2 separate regions of the Mus musculus genome follow, and region 2 is linked to region 1. Evidence: chromatin contacts called from public promoter capture Hi-C data. All regions are on one chromosome and are shown on one strand. Each heading gives the region's core, a stretch centred on a gene start, on an enhancer-like site or on the middle of the called end of the contact. The rest is flanking DNA. Distances are from core to core; before and after follow the strand shown. Region 1 holds the start of Cdkl3 (cyclin-dependent kinase-like 3). Region 2 overlaps Hspa4 (heat shock protein 4).

Evidence for each region. Promoter capture Hi-C pulls out the DNA fragments that hold promoters and counts their contacts.
Region 2: a contact with region 1 is called in a promoter capture Hi-C map of embryonic stem cells, with 4 times the contacts expected there. The contact joins the enhancer-like site here to the promoter of Cdkl3 in region 1. A contact is called at or near these places in 9 of 39 promoter capture datasets (the 3T3-L1 cell line, 3T3-L1-derived adipocytes, the HPC-7 cell line and 5 more) and 1 of 115 datasets of contacts at active chromatin or transcription factors (T-cell acute lymphoblastic leukemia).

Annotation. Positions count from the first base shown.
Region 1 is chr11:52,001,873-52,008,405 of GRCm38.p6, forward strand. Cdkl3 (cyclin-dependent kinase-like 3) reads left to right here and starts at 2,349. Exons shown (of 14, transcript NM_001166654.1): 1 at 2,349-2,638; 2 at 3,041-3,220. The coding sequence starts at 3,056. It also overlaps a transcript of Ube2b not described here.
Region 2 is chr11:53,258,222-53,265,280 of GRCm38.p6, forward strand. Hspa4 (heat shock protein 4) reads right to left here. Exons shown (of 19, transcript NM_008300.3): 16 at 6,813-6,920; 17 at 4,659-4,778; 18 at 4,043-4,204; 19 at 1,593-3,594. The coding sequence ends at 3,391. Among named protein-coding and RNA genes, the nearest start is that of Hspa4, 39 kb to the right of the region's middle. Within about 2 kb of position 2,585, at least 19 of the 459 cell types and tissues checked have an H3K27ac peak or open chromatin away from gene starts, as enhancers often do. A contact at or near this core is called in embryonic stem cells, where this site is marked.

The DNA of each region.
Region 1 (6,533 bases), core at 1,099-3,598:
ACCATTCGGAGAGTGGAAAGGATCAGGAGTATAAGGCTAGCCTCAGTGAAGCAGGATGGTAGCCACCCTAGGCAGCCTGAGCGTCTCATCCCTCCCCGCCAAAAAGTAACCTTGAGGATTGTCAGGTATGTCTTACTCTTGATAGCCGCTGCTGTGTCCTCACAATGTGACTAAGCTAAAAGTTAAATATTCTTACCTTTACGTTTCTTCTCTTTGAGTTATTCCGTAGAACCCCAGGGCCTTAGGTAGCCCTGTAAAATGTTATTGAAAAGGATGCAGCGCACAAGCACAACTCCAGCACTGGGTAGACAGGGGACTAGAGGTCTGCAAATTCCACCGCACCTAGAGTTGGGAGAGACCTTGTCTTGGGGGAAAACAGGCTTTTTAAATCCCCTGGGCCGGTAACAAGTGCCTGGGCTTTTTTAAATTTCCGTCCAGCCATACCAATGTTAATCTTCCTCATGATCAAGAAATACATAGAGTGAAATGGCAGACGCTTTTTAAAAATCTCATTCTGTTGCTTATCTAGCAATTTATTACTTTAAAAAATGGACGGGATAGTTTTTAATATCCAAAATGAAATGTTTTGATAAATTGAATGCTTCCCAAAAATATAGAGAGCAGAATGTTAACAAAATTCACACAATTTCATGGCCAGGTGGCTTGCTGGAAACCTACAACCGCAGTCTTAGAACTATAATTTCACTTATTAAAACAGGGTAACTTGCTATGTAGACCAGGCTGGCCCCAATCTCACATAGTTCTGACTTCCTCTCTCCTGAGTGCTGGGGTTAGGAGTTAGTTTGTGATGACAGGGGCTCACTAATTCATGCTTTGCTCCTTGCAAATATTTAGTTCATAACAAATCTTAAGTAAACATATAGCAGGTCTCACAACATTCTTATTTATAGGAAAAAGAAAAATCCAAGCCAAGTGCCCAGCCCTCCTAACTCTCAAGCTCCAAAGCCAGGCTCTAGCAGTTAGTAGCAAAATTGCAAAAATGGAAATGCGTCTAAACTGTTTCTCTGTGTAGCCCTGGCCGTCCTGGAACTCGCCTGCCTCTGCCTCCCAAGTGCTGGGATTAAAGGCGTGAGCTACCACGCCCGGCTGTTTTTTGTTTGTTTGTTGTTTTTTAAGATTTTTTTTTTTTTTTTTTTTTTTTACAAATACACTGTAGCTGTCTTCAGACACACCAGAAGAGGGCATCAGATCCCATTACAGATGCTTGTGAGTAACCATGTGGTTGCTGGGAACTGAATTCAGGACCTCTGGAGTAGTAGTCAGTAATCCTAACCGCTGAGCCATCTCTCCAGCCCTAAACTGTTTTTTGTTTTTGTTTTTAAAAAAGCAAACTAGTTTCTTTTTTACACTACTCAGCACACTCGTTGTGCACATTCATTTGTGTGTATAGGTCACAAGACAACTTGGAGGAGTTGGTTCATTTTCCACCACGTAGGTCCAAGAAATTGAACTCTACACTTTGGGCTTCGTAGCCTTTTCCTACTGAGCCATCTCGATGACCTACTTTTGCTATTACAGTTAAATCAAGATCTGTAAAAATGGAGCCCTTTTAAAAGCTCTGCGGGCTATTTAAAAGTACATCCCTAGGCGTCCTTGTACTTACTCAGCCTGTGGCAGAGTCCGGTGAATTATTTTGTTTTCCTAAAAAGTTTTGCGTTTCACACGTCATGAGAAAACTTTAAAAGTACTGCTAGGGCTGGATATGATGGCACTCAGCACAGCACTCTAAGCAGGCAGATAATCTTGGGAGTTTGAGGCCAGCCTGGAAGTATACATTGTGAGTCCCAGGCTACCCGGAGCTATATAGTAGCCCTTGTCTCAAAACAAAAAGGGATCACTAGTAGGTAGAAAGCAGTAGTAATTGGGAAACTGAAAATGTGTACAGAAATGGTGTTAGAAATAAGTCAGAGGAGTAGTGAACGCTGAGTATGTGGCTTACTACCGAGCTAAGCCCTCTATCCAAAAACGATCTTGTCCCCGGTTTAAGGATTATGTCGACTTTGAGGTCGAAATCGGTTGCATGGAATAGTAACGAAGCACTGGCAAACTGTAGCCCCATAAGTGTTCCGTAGATCCAATTATCTCCGTCAACCTCCTAGAACCGGGCACAAGTAAGGGACCAGTAACCACCCAGGTGACAAAACGCTCTCTTGCCGGGCGAAAGCCTCCAGGCGTTCATTCTGCTATAAAATGCCCCGCTCTCCCTCATCCCCACCCCCCACCCCCACCCCCACCTGCAAGCACGCGGGCCTCCTACGTCCCTCCCCCTTCCCCTTGGGTCTATCTTCCGCTTCGTGTCACTTTCCCTTCCGGGTCAGGACCTCAGCAATTTCCAGTCTTGCGTACTGTGCTCGGAACGCGGCAGTGCCCCGCCCTCACCCCGTTGCCAGGGCGTCCGGCTGCCCCGAGCCGGCAAGGTCGGCCAGGAGAGGAGGTGTGGTGTCCCGGGCCGGCTGGGACTTGCACGCAGCCGGGCCGGCGGGACTACAGGATGGGCTGAGGCGGCGGTGGTTCTCAGGACGAGGTCGACAGCGCGGCGAGACGGGCCACTCGGGTTGGGGCTGCACAGACTGCGTGTTTGAGGAGAGGGCAGGACGTATGGGTGACTAGTGCTGAGGTGGGAGTCCCCACGCTTGGTGGACCGTGGCTCCTAACAAGGGACCCGCAGTGTTGTTAGCGGGACTTTTTAGTTTGGCTTCCATTGTTCCTGAAAGGGGACCTCAAATTGTAAATCCCGTATTCTAAAAGGATGCCTGAGTTAAACGCATATCAGACCTCTTTTATTTCTCAATCCCGGTCTACACAAAATGCTAGATTAATGAAGGACATCCTGCGTTCTGGTGAAAGTTGGAGCTTCTTAGACAATTTAAGAGTTCCCTCGAGCAGGCTCTGCTGTAGCCGGCACTCCTAGTTTTTGTTCTTATATCCGAAAGTAGGGGATTATCTCTAAGCATTATAGAGCTTGTATAATTGAAAGTGTGAACGTTTAACGTTTTCTTTCTTTATTTCTGTGAAGTAGAAGCCAGGCTTGAAAATGGAGATGTATGAAACCCTTGGAAAAGTGGGAGAGGGAAGTTATGGAACGGTCATGAAATGCAAACATAAGGACACTGGGCGAATAGTGGCCATTAAGATTTTCTATGAGAAACCAGAAAAATCTGTCAACAAAATTGCAACGAGAGAAATAAAGTTTCTAAAGGTTTGCTTCTTTTGCCTTTTATTATATATATTTTTTCTTGTTTTCCCATTGGGACCTATCTTGCTATGCAGCCCAGGCTGTCTTGAAATGCTTTATTTTTTTCCAGGGCTAAGATTTACAGGCCTACATTGAAACACCCATCTTCTTTTTCCTTGATTATTTAAGTCAAAAGAGAAATTGTTATGGGATAAAAATAAAATATATGAAAGAATGTTTCCATTAACAGATAAACTAAGACCTGTCATAGAGAAACCCTCATTGTCTACAATCTGTACTTTTTTATTGATATAAGATTGTGTGCTTGTGTATAACAATTATGCTAGTATTGTAAAATCATTCAAAACTATTCAAGTATAATACTTAGTAAGGATGTCTGCTTTGTACAAGGGATTGTGGAAAACGATGAGAGTAGGAAGAAGGAAAAAAAATTTTTTTTGCCAGGTATTGGGGTGCAAACCTTTAATTCCAGTACTGGAGAGTCAGAGACAGGTAGATCTCTGAGATTAAGGCCAGCTTGGTCTGCAGAGTGAGTTCTAGGACAGCCAAGGCTGTTAAACAAAGAAAACCTGTCTTGAAGAAAAAAAAAATGTTCCTTAGTGGCATAACTATGCAGGAGGGTATAGTAAAATAACCCTGAATAAGAGTGGTTCACGCTGAGCCAGAGAGATGGCTCTGTGGTTAAAAGCACTTCCTAGACTAGAGTCATTTCCTAGCACCCCACATCAGCAGGTTCACAACTGCCTGTAACTCCAGCTCCCAGGGATCCTGTACCTACTTCTGGTTTCCAGAGACACCTGCAGGCATGTGCATACAATCACATACCCACACAGGCTTTTTTGTTCATTTGTTGTTTATTTAATGGTTAATATTAAATCCCACCAATTCCCGTTTGATGGGGAAGGATTTTGTTTGTTTGGTTGGTTTGTTTTGTTTTGTTTTAAACAGAAAATAGGGTATGTACTTGTCCTTGAATGATGTACAGCAGTGGGATAGGATGGAGATACTTCCAGGTTAGGGGAACAGCAGTAAGGTCAGAAAGACTAAAACAGGACAGCAAGAATGGGAAGAAGAAGAGCAGATACTTGCTCTATGAGTTTCCTGTATAGAATTAGAAAGAAGTGTGATTAAAGTGTAGTAAATTGGAAACAGAAAGTGTTTTAGTCTAAGAAGTCAAAACTTGGTTTGGGGGCTTGCTAGTATCATGAGGCCGTTAAAGAGTCAGAGATGCCCTGAAGTCCAGAGAACACTGCAGTTGATGTGAGTTGGAAGAGAGGTTGAGAACTAGCTCAGTTGTGGAAATGTTGACTTGGAGGTGACAGGGATCTGTAACTGAAGGCTATTAAGCTTTTACAAGCAGCAACAGTATCGTATCGGGGAGCTCCAGGCACTGCAGGGGTGCTGGGTCTACCAGACCAAAGAGCTGAGGCAGTCAAAAGAACATGCACGTTCCTAGGAGAGTCCAGAGCTAGAGACTGAAACAAACCAAACAAAACCCGACTCTTTTCTATTTGCTTCTACACTCTCTCCTATGTTATCTGCAGTCTATCATTTTAACTTTGTATCTGTTTACACTGCTGAATTCTAAAAAATGGCCTCATGATACTAGCAGCATTCCTGAGTTAGGTTCTTACCAGACCCCCTTAGTTTTCAACCTAATACATTCTACAGACCACTGCTAATAAAATATAATTTTCTAGTCCCTGGAATGTAGGGACATTAGTTTCTTACCTTGAGACTGAAGTCTAGGTGTTTTATATGTGATGAAGATCATAGCTATTCCTGCCATCTTCATCTGGTACAAAAGAAGCATTTTCCTTTTTAATCTCTATTAGATAATATAAGTCAATTTGCTTCTAACTAGAACACTATACTAGCACCTGTAGACAGTCAGAACTGCTCTATTCTAGACTGTATGAAGGAAAGATTAAAAGCTAATAAAGGTAATTTTGTACTATGAGAGACATCAGTCCCTGCCTTATGAAATGAATCAGCACTGTCGGGTCATTTGTGCTCCTTAAGTGAGAAATAGAATTAGGAGATAATTAGTAGCCTAGAGGAGTCCATAGCTAGAGACTGGAACTAAGGGGAAGAAGCCTCCAAATACAAATTTTCTAGTCACTGGAATCTAGGGGCATTAAGGTTTCTTGCCTTGAGACCAGAGTCTAGGTAAACTGGGTATCCTGCCTCCACCTCTCTAGCAGTGAGATTACGTGCAGCACCATGCCTGCTATGTCTTAATTTTTAAAATACATTTATTGTGTGTGTTCATACACATCAACAGCACACAGGTAGAGGACAAAGGGTAGCTTGCTAAAATTGGAAGGCTCTCACGGACTGAACTCAGGGTGACGGGCTTGACAGCAAGTGCCTGTACCCCTTGAGCCACCCAGTTTTATGTGGTGCTAGGGATCGAACCCCATGCTTTGTGCATGCTAGATAGCACTCTACCAGCTGAGTAACAGTTCCAGCCCCTGCATAATAATGTTTATAAAAGTAACCATGAGGGGCTGGTGAGATGGCTCAGCGGGTAAAAGCACTGACTGCTCTTCCGAAGGTCCTGAGTTCAAATTCCAGCAACCACATGGTGGCTCACAACCACCCGGAATGAGTTCTGATGCCCTCTTCTGGTGCATCTCAAGACAGCTACAGTGCAACTAGTTATAATAATAAATAAATCTTTAAAAAAAAGAAAAAAGTAACCGAGAGTGACAGGAACCCTGAGATAAGCCTGAAAACATTTTATTGTTATAAATGCACACAAATAACTTGAGACAGGGTCTCACTATGTATCCCTGGATGTTTTGGAATTTGCTATGTAGACTAGGCTGCCCTCAAATGCACATATTTGCCATGTCTGACATATGCAAATTATTTTAAGACACTTTATTTCCTTTGTTGTTGTTTGTTTTATAAGAGAGAGTCTCACTATGTAGCCCTAGCTGCCTTGGAACTTCTTTTGTAGAACAGACTACTAATTTACAGAGAGAAATCTACCTGCCTCTGCCTCTTGAGTGCTGGGATTAAAGCCATGTGACACCATTAGCAAGACAATTTAAACTCCTCTGACTGACTGGCCTGGCTCAGCTGCTTCCCGTCTCTCCCTACCTTTCTTCCTTTAAAAGAGTTTTAAACTTAAAATAATTTCACTTTATGTGTGTGGGTGCTTTGCCTGCATGTATGTCTTTGTACCATGTTCATGAGTGCCCACGGAGGACAGAAGAGGACAGAAGATGTCTCATTCCCTGGAACTAGAGCTGCAGATGGCTGTGAGCCTGGTTTAGACCAGAGCCCTAGGGACTAGAGCATTGACTTA
Region 2 (7,059 bases), core at 1,335-3,834, 1.3 Mb after region 1:
ACCTAAAGTTCCACATCTATTTTAGAATTAAGGCCTTAAAGTCATTTATCCATTGCTTACTTATTCTGGAGCATCCCACTGTAGTGCAGACCAGCCTCAAACTCACACACACATAGGCAGATCCTGAACTGTGATCCTCCATCCTTCCACTCTCTACTCCATGAGCGCTGCGATTACAGACATGCACCATCATGCTGGCTCCAACTAAGCTGTAACTCCAGCTCAGGGTCTTTCTCTTCACTTTTGTTTTTGCTTGTTTTGCCGAGACAAGGTTATCACTGTGCCCTTGGCTGACCTGAAACTCACTGCACAGACCAGAGTGGTCTTGAGATCCATCTGCCTCTGTCTCCCATGCCATTCTGTTTAAAACAATTTTAGGTCAAGCATTGTGGCTTTAATCCCAGCCACTCGGGAGACAGGCAGGGAAGGGAGATGAGCTTGAGGATAAAATGTGGCTTACAGTAGAGCACTTGCCTGCTATGTGTGAGCCTTAGGTTTCATCTTCAGCAATGAGACAATGAAAAGTCAACCAGACTTCTAACCTGCCACTTCTTGCCTTGTCACTTATTCCCCTAAAAGCAACTGCCAGTTTTTCACCATAGGCATAAGCTGGAGCCACACTGAAATCCTTCCCCCTCCTTCAGGTACATCTTGGCTCCTTGTAAAACTCAGCCACTGGTAAACAGATCTAAGTAGTCACCCAGGCCCTTTCTACCACTTTCCTTACACAAGTCACCTGGTTCTTCATGCCTCCAGATTCTGACAGGGTTTTACACACACACACACACACACACACACACACACACACACACACACACACACACACACACACACACACACACACACACACACACAGAGCAAAGTGACCGCAGTGGACAATTTGACATCAGTCATTGCTTTACTCCCACCCTCACAGTCCCCACAGCCCCACGCAGGGGCACTGCTGACCATGCCACCCGATGCCGTAGAACAGCTATGGCCAGGCCCACCCCAACCTCTCCAAAAAGCATAGCCCAAGGCATGACCTGAGGCTGGGTGTGGCAATACATACCTTTAATCCCACCCTGGGGAGGCAGCAGCAAGCAGATCTGAATCTGAGGCCAGCATGGTCCATAAAGGTGAGTTTCAACCAACCAGCGTCTGACTTCTCCCTACATAGGACCCATGCCATGGCAGTAAAGGGCTCACTACTTCAACCCTATTGCCTCACCACAGGGCATGTCCCCAACTAGCCAGGCATCAGTTCCTAGCAGATTCTGGCCCTACTCAGTCCTGGCACTTATGTTAATACTCTGTGCCATCTACCTTCTACCATCAAATCTAAAGGCCAGCCTCGCAGAAGATTACTATACCAAGAACACTGGATTGCTATTCTCAGGGGCAGAGGGCTCCAAAATAAGCACACAGGCAAGCAGCTAAGGCAGGATGATGGACTGCATTCAGGCCAGCTTATTCTGTTGACAGTCTCCCCCAGCCTGCCCCTACCCACCCACCCACATATATAACTACTCAAGTAAGTCCCCTACACACACACACACACACACACACACACACACACACAAACAGCCCACTTAAGAAAATTAAGAAAACCATTCAAGTTAAGACAGGTTTCTTTTATTAGTTTTTCCTAAACTTTGTCTCATGTTAACTGTTTTTCTTAGTGTAAGAATGTGACCTAGAGTTTTTAACAAACCAGTTTGGATAATGCAACCCGGATAAACACTTGTTTGCACACAAGTCATCAGTTGCCATCTGGCCAGCCTCCACATACATCCAATCGGTCTACAGACATAGCAGAAGCAGACCATCTGATTTCTAGCTTTTAATCTTAAACTTCAAATTCACCCCCATCCCAGCACCCAAACCCTCCCACCCCCACCCCCACACACAAATGTTTATGAGTTCTTCATTAAGGACAGTCAGTTGCATAAGAGCTGGCTTAATCCTGCAGCCTGCATTTGAAAAAGCTCTTGGCCTCAGAGCAAGGCCAGTGGGAACTCTTACAGCACTCAAGGAAGCAGAGCATACATTTGGCCTGGGGTTCCAGGCCTGTACTGAGCGGGAGTCCAGCTGCTCACATAAGCATGCATTCCTTCCTTTCCAACTGCCTCTAGAGCACTTGAGAGCTATAGCACTTCCTGTGTGGACAGACAGATGCATAGTGATTCTAACTATGCATGGTTGAACCCTATTTCCAACAAGCAAAAATAAACAGAGGCTCTGTTACAGAGATCAGCGATTACAAAGACCCAGAACATAACCGACACTTGTAACTAAGGCAGGTAACCAGCTCTGACCTCTACTGCAGGCATCCACCCTTGTTTGCAGAACATCTCTTTCCTGTAGACTGGCCCCAGGAGTATGTGGTGCCCTGACACTGGCTTCAGTCGGCAATGAGGTGTTCTTGTGACCTTGGGCACCTTGTCTTTTATACCAATTTCAGACTTGTCCAGGGCAACGCAGTGCAATAGCTTTACAATCTGTCAGCTGTTTTAACATACAGATTGGCAGATTCAAGACACATTAACACAAAAGATACCAAACAAAGAGCCTCGAACTCTCATCCTGTCCCATTCAAACTTCTAATTTACATACATCTACCACCACTCGAGCGGGTCAGGGTACAAATCTTTCCACCATACTAAGGATGGACTGCTCAGATTTACCATGCCTACACCCAACTGTGTTATTTACAACCCAACCTTAAGGTTAAACTACACTTTGATGCTTCAGTATTAGTGAATGTACTTTTAGGAAGTACAGGAAAGCAGAGTCCCTTGACACACTAAAGCTCGCTCTAAGTGAAGAGGGCACATAGCATTTATACTGCTTAAGGATGGAGGAGGAAGACTGGGCTGGGGATAGAGGGATGAGAGCAGGCTCTGCTGCGCTCTGCACTCTCCTAGTGTTAATCCATGCTTGGCCATCCTGACCCTCAGAAATGGAGAAAGCACCAGCCCCACAACCCCACAGGCAGAGAATGCTGGTGGTGATCTCCACCTAGACCTTCCAAGGCGTAATACGAACTTCTGTCATGTATAAGGAAAAGCCTGCCTGGTGGCTGTCGCGGCTTTTGTTAGAGCTCAGTTTCCCCAAACACACTTCACCTTGTAGAAGCATGATTAAAACAAGGATGGAGGCGAGAGCTCAGATAGACTAGCTGGGCTCTTAAACAGGACCGTAATGAAGAGAGAACAGTGCACTTCATCTCTGGATCTAACTATTTAGAAGTCAAAATGCTCTGTATATTACCTATATACCCCACCCCCGAGGTCCCCTAAAAACTGACTAAGAAATCTCCAGTATTTGCTTGCTCTAGTTGATATTCAGAACAAAGTTGACAACTTAAAGCTTTATAATAGTCTGTTTTAATATAAACAAGTGTTGGAATCAATCAATGTCCATCTCAGGAAGCTTCTTGTCGCCATCAGAAGGCACAGCTGTGTCTGCACCGTGCTCAGCAGCCTGGGAGCCTGGGTTGTCTCCTTGGCCATCCACTGGTCCATTCTGCTCAGCATGTTTTGGTTCCTCCTTTGGGGGTTCCACTTTGGGTTTGGGTTTTGAAATTATAGGACTGCAAATACTTGTCAGCTCCTAGAATGGTAAAGAAAACTATAGTTTCTTATAAATGAAACAAATTTTATATGACATGCTAAGTAAACCCCAATACCTAAGCCATAATGAAATCCCAACTGTTAATAACAAAGAGCTGCTAAGAAATGTCCAGGGCCCGGCATGGTGGCACACGCCTTTAATTCAGGCAGAGGCAGAGAGACAGAGGCAGATGGATTTCTGAGTTCAAGGCCAGCCTGGTCTACAGAGTGAGTTCTAGGAGAGCCAGGGCTATACAGAGAAACCCTGTCTCAAAAAAAAAAAAAAGAAAGAAAGAGAGAGAGAGAGAGAGAGAGAGAGAGAGAGAGAGAGAGGGAGAGAGGGAGGGAGGGAGGGAGGGAGGAAGGAAGGAAGGAAGGAAGGAAGGAAGGAAGGAAGGAAGAAAAAGAGGGGGGGGGGAGGAGAGAGAGTACACAAGGGCAAGAACTACCTTAATTTTAGCTTCAATCTCCTTTGTCTTGACAACTGGATCCACCGTCAGGCTCTGTTTGTTCTGCAGGTTAAGCTTGCTATTCATCCACTCCATCGCCTCATTGGTGCTTTTCTCTACCTTTGTCACGTCAGCAGCATCCAAGTGTTCATACTGGTCCTCCTACAAGTGGAGATGACAGTTAATTGGAAGATGAGCAACTCCCTACCCAGTATCTCCTCTCAAACATTTCTCATCTTGGGGCTGGAGAGACGGTTTGGCAGCTAAAGGCTCTTGTACAAAATCCAAGTTCAGTTCACTTTATCTTCATTGGGCAGCTTAAAACCAACTGTAACTTCAGCCCCCAACAAAGATCCAATGCTTTGCTATGTGCATAAGAATAAAACTAGTAAGATTTAAAAAGAAAAACTAAGACTGGTTGTGTTGGCGCATGGCTTTAATTCCAGCACTCAGGATACACAGGCATATGGACTTCTGTGAGTTCAAAGACACCTGGCCTACATAGCTAGTCCCAGGCCACCCAGGCCTACACAGTGAGATCTTGCCTCAAAAACACAAAATCAAACAAACATACAGTGCCATAACCAAAAATCATACGAAAATGAAACTAAGATACCTTGTTTTTGAAAGAGCTGATCACTTTCATATACTGTTGGATTTGCTTCCCTAGTTCTTCAAATAATTTTGGTCTTTCTTCAGATTCCTGGAACCGTGTCTTAATGGGTTGACCTAAACTCTAACAGGAGAATACACAGGTTTATACAGGGTAGCTTAAACTATCCAAGTTATATAACTACTAGGATTAAGAGTAATGGGGTTAATTTGTCACTCTCTGGGTATGTGTATGCGCACACATGATGAACATGAATATACAAATATATATACACAACACATGCTTAAAATAATACAGGCTATTTTAAGCTAAATGTTTGTCCAAACCACTGAAAGTCCCAGGCACCTTCTCCAGCTGCTCGTGACCACAAGTCAAGACTGTCCCAAGTGAAGCTGTTCCTCATGACCAAGCCCAATTCTCACAATGGGAGGACAACCAAAAGTTACCTAGCCAACAATTTTTACTTAACCAACATTTTTTTATTAAGAAACAAACTGGGGAGGTCGGAGAGATGGCTCCATAGTTAAGAGCAACCTGGGTTCAAGCCCCCACACCCATACGTTGGCTCAGAAACACACACACACACACACACACACACACACACACACACACAGAGAAAACTCTCCACAATGAACTGATCCCATCTCTCCCACACATAGACGAGGAAAAGGAGGAGACTAAGTCAGCTACAGACACAGGTGAACTATGCATATGTACATTATTTGGGTCCCAACTCTGATCAACTAAATGGTCGTCACTGTTCAGGAAATAAGAACTGGGGCTGGAGAGATGGTTCAGGTTAAGAGCACTGACTGCTCTTCTGAAGGTCCTGAGTTTAAATCCCAGCAACCACATGGTGGCTCACAGCCATATTGAAATCTGACGCCCTCTTCTGGGGTGTCTGAAGACAGCTACAGTGTACTTACACATAATAAATAAATCTTTTTTTTTGTTTGTTTCTTTGTGTTTTTGTTTTTTCAAGACAGGGTTTCTCTGTATAGCCCTGGCTGTCCTGGAACTCACTTTGTAGATCAGGCTGGCCTCGAACTCAGAAATCTGCCTGCCTCTGCCTCCCGAGTGCTGGGATTAAAGGCGTAAGCAACCACACCCAGGATATAAATAAATCTTAAAAAAAAAAAAAAAAAAAAAAAAAAGAACTGGAAAACTCAGTCACACTGGAGATCTCTGGTGCAATGATGGTGTAGCATGGGGCTGTAGACTTTGAGTAAAACATAAATCACAAAAAGCTTAACTCAACTGGAAGAAGGTACAGAAAAGACACACAGCCAGAATGGCTGCAATAATTACTCTTAACTTTCTTATGCCTGCCTGGCATTTTCCAGAAAAAAAAAATTTTTTTTTTTTTTTTTGCACAGTGAAGCCAGGCAGTAGTGGTGCAAGCCTTTTATTCCATCACTTGGGAGGCAAAGGCTGGTGGGATCCCTTGAGTTCAAGACCAGCATGGTCTACATACTGAGTTCTAGAACAACTTGGACAACAACAAGAGAAACCCTGTCTTTTTAAAAACAAAAACCAAACAAATGAAAACATAGTTTAGCAGGACCACTTGCATCCCTGCCAAAGTAAACTAAGCCCCAGGCACTGTTCTTGAGCCATATACTCTGGACAGCTACAATGACCCAGTTCTTCCAGAAAGTCCACAATAAAAGCCATAACAAAACGGAAAGTTCCCATTTCCTCTCAGTGAATTTACAACTTTTTTCAAACAACAAACAGGTAATATTTTCTATGTTACCCATCCAGCTCCGTAGCATGTTTCTCACACCCAGAGGCTTTGCTGGGCATGTGGCAAGCCTGCACATGCAGCACCGGGGAGGGAGGCTGAGGAGCTGGAGGCGAGCCTCAGCTACACTATGGGAAAAGGTATATACATACACAACCCTGACCCAAACTGCACAGCAGGTACCTGAGGAAAGGCTAGAACTCCATGCTCTTTCTATATCCTGACACCAAGAAGGGCCTCAATGCTAATCCACTGGAACAAAAGTTAGCTCATTCTATAACCGGTTAAGAGAATAACAGGTTAGGTCATCAGAGTGATACAGTTCTTGCATGCAGTTTTAGCCTGTGCTTTTACATGGAAGCTCCACTCTGGAAACTACAGAGGCTCAGATACCTCTGTGTTGAGACACTTACTTTTAATTCAGCCAATTTGTCTACATAAACTTGCTTTGGTTGATCTTCTCCATCTTCATACAGCCAATTTTCAGTATCCTCTAATTTTAAGGTAAAAGTATTACGATCCTGTAAATAAACAAAACAAAACCAAAAAGAAAAAAAAAAGAAAAACCAATCACGTGTCTGACTTTCGAACCCACACACACTGTAATGGGAGACAATACAGAAGTGCAAACCAGGTCTAGGGGATGGATCAGTGAGTAAC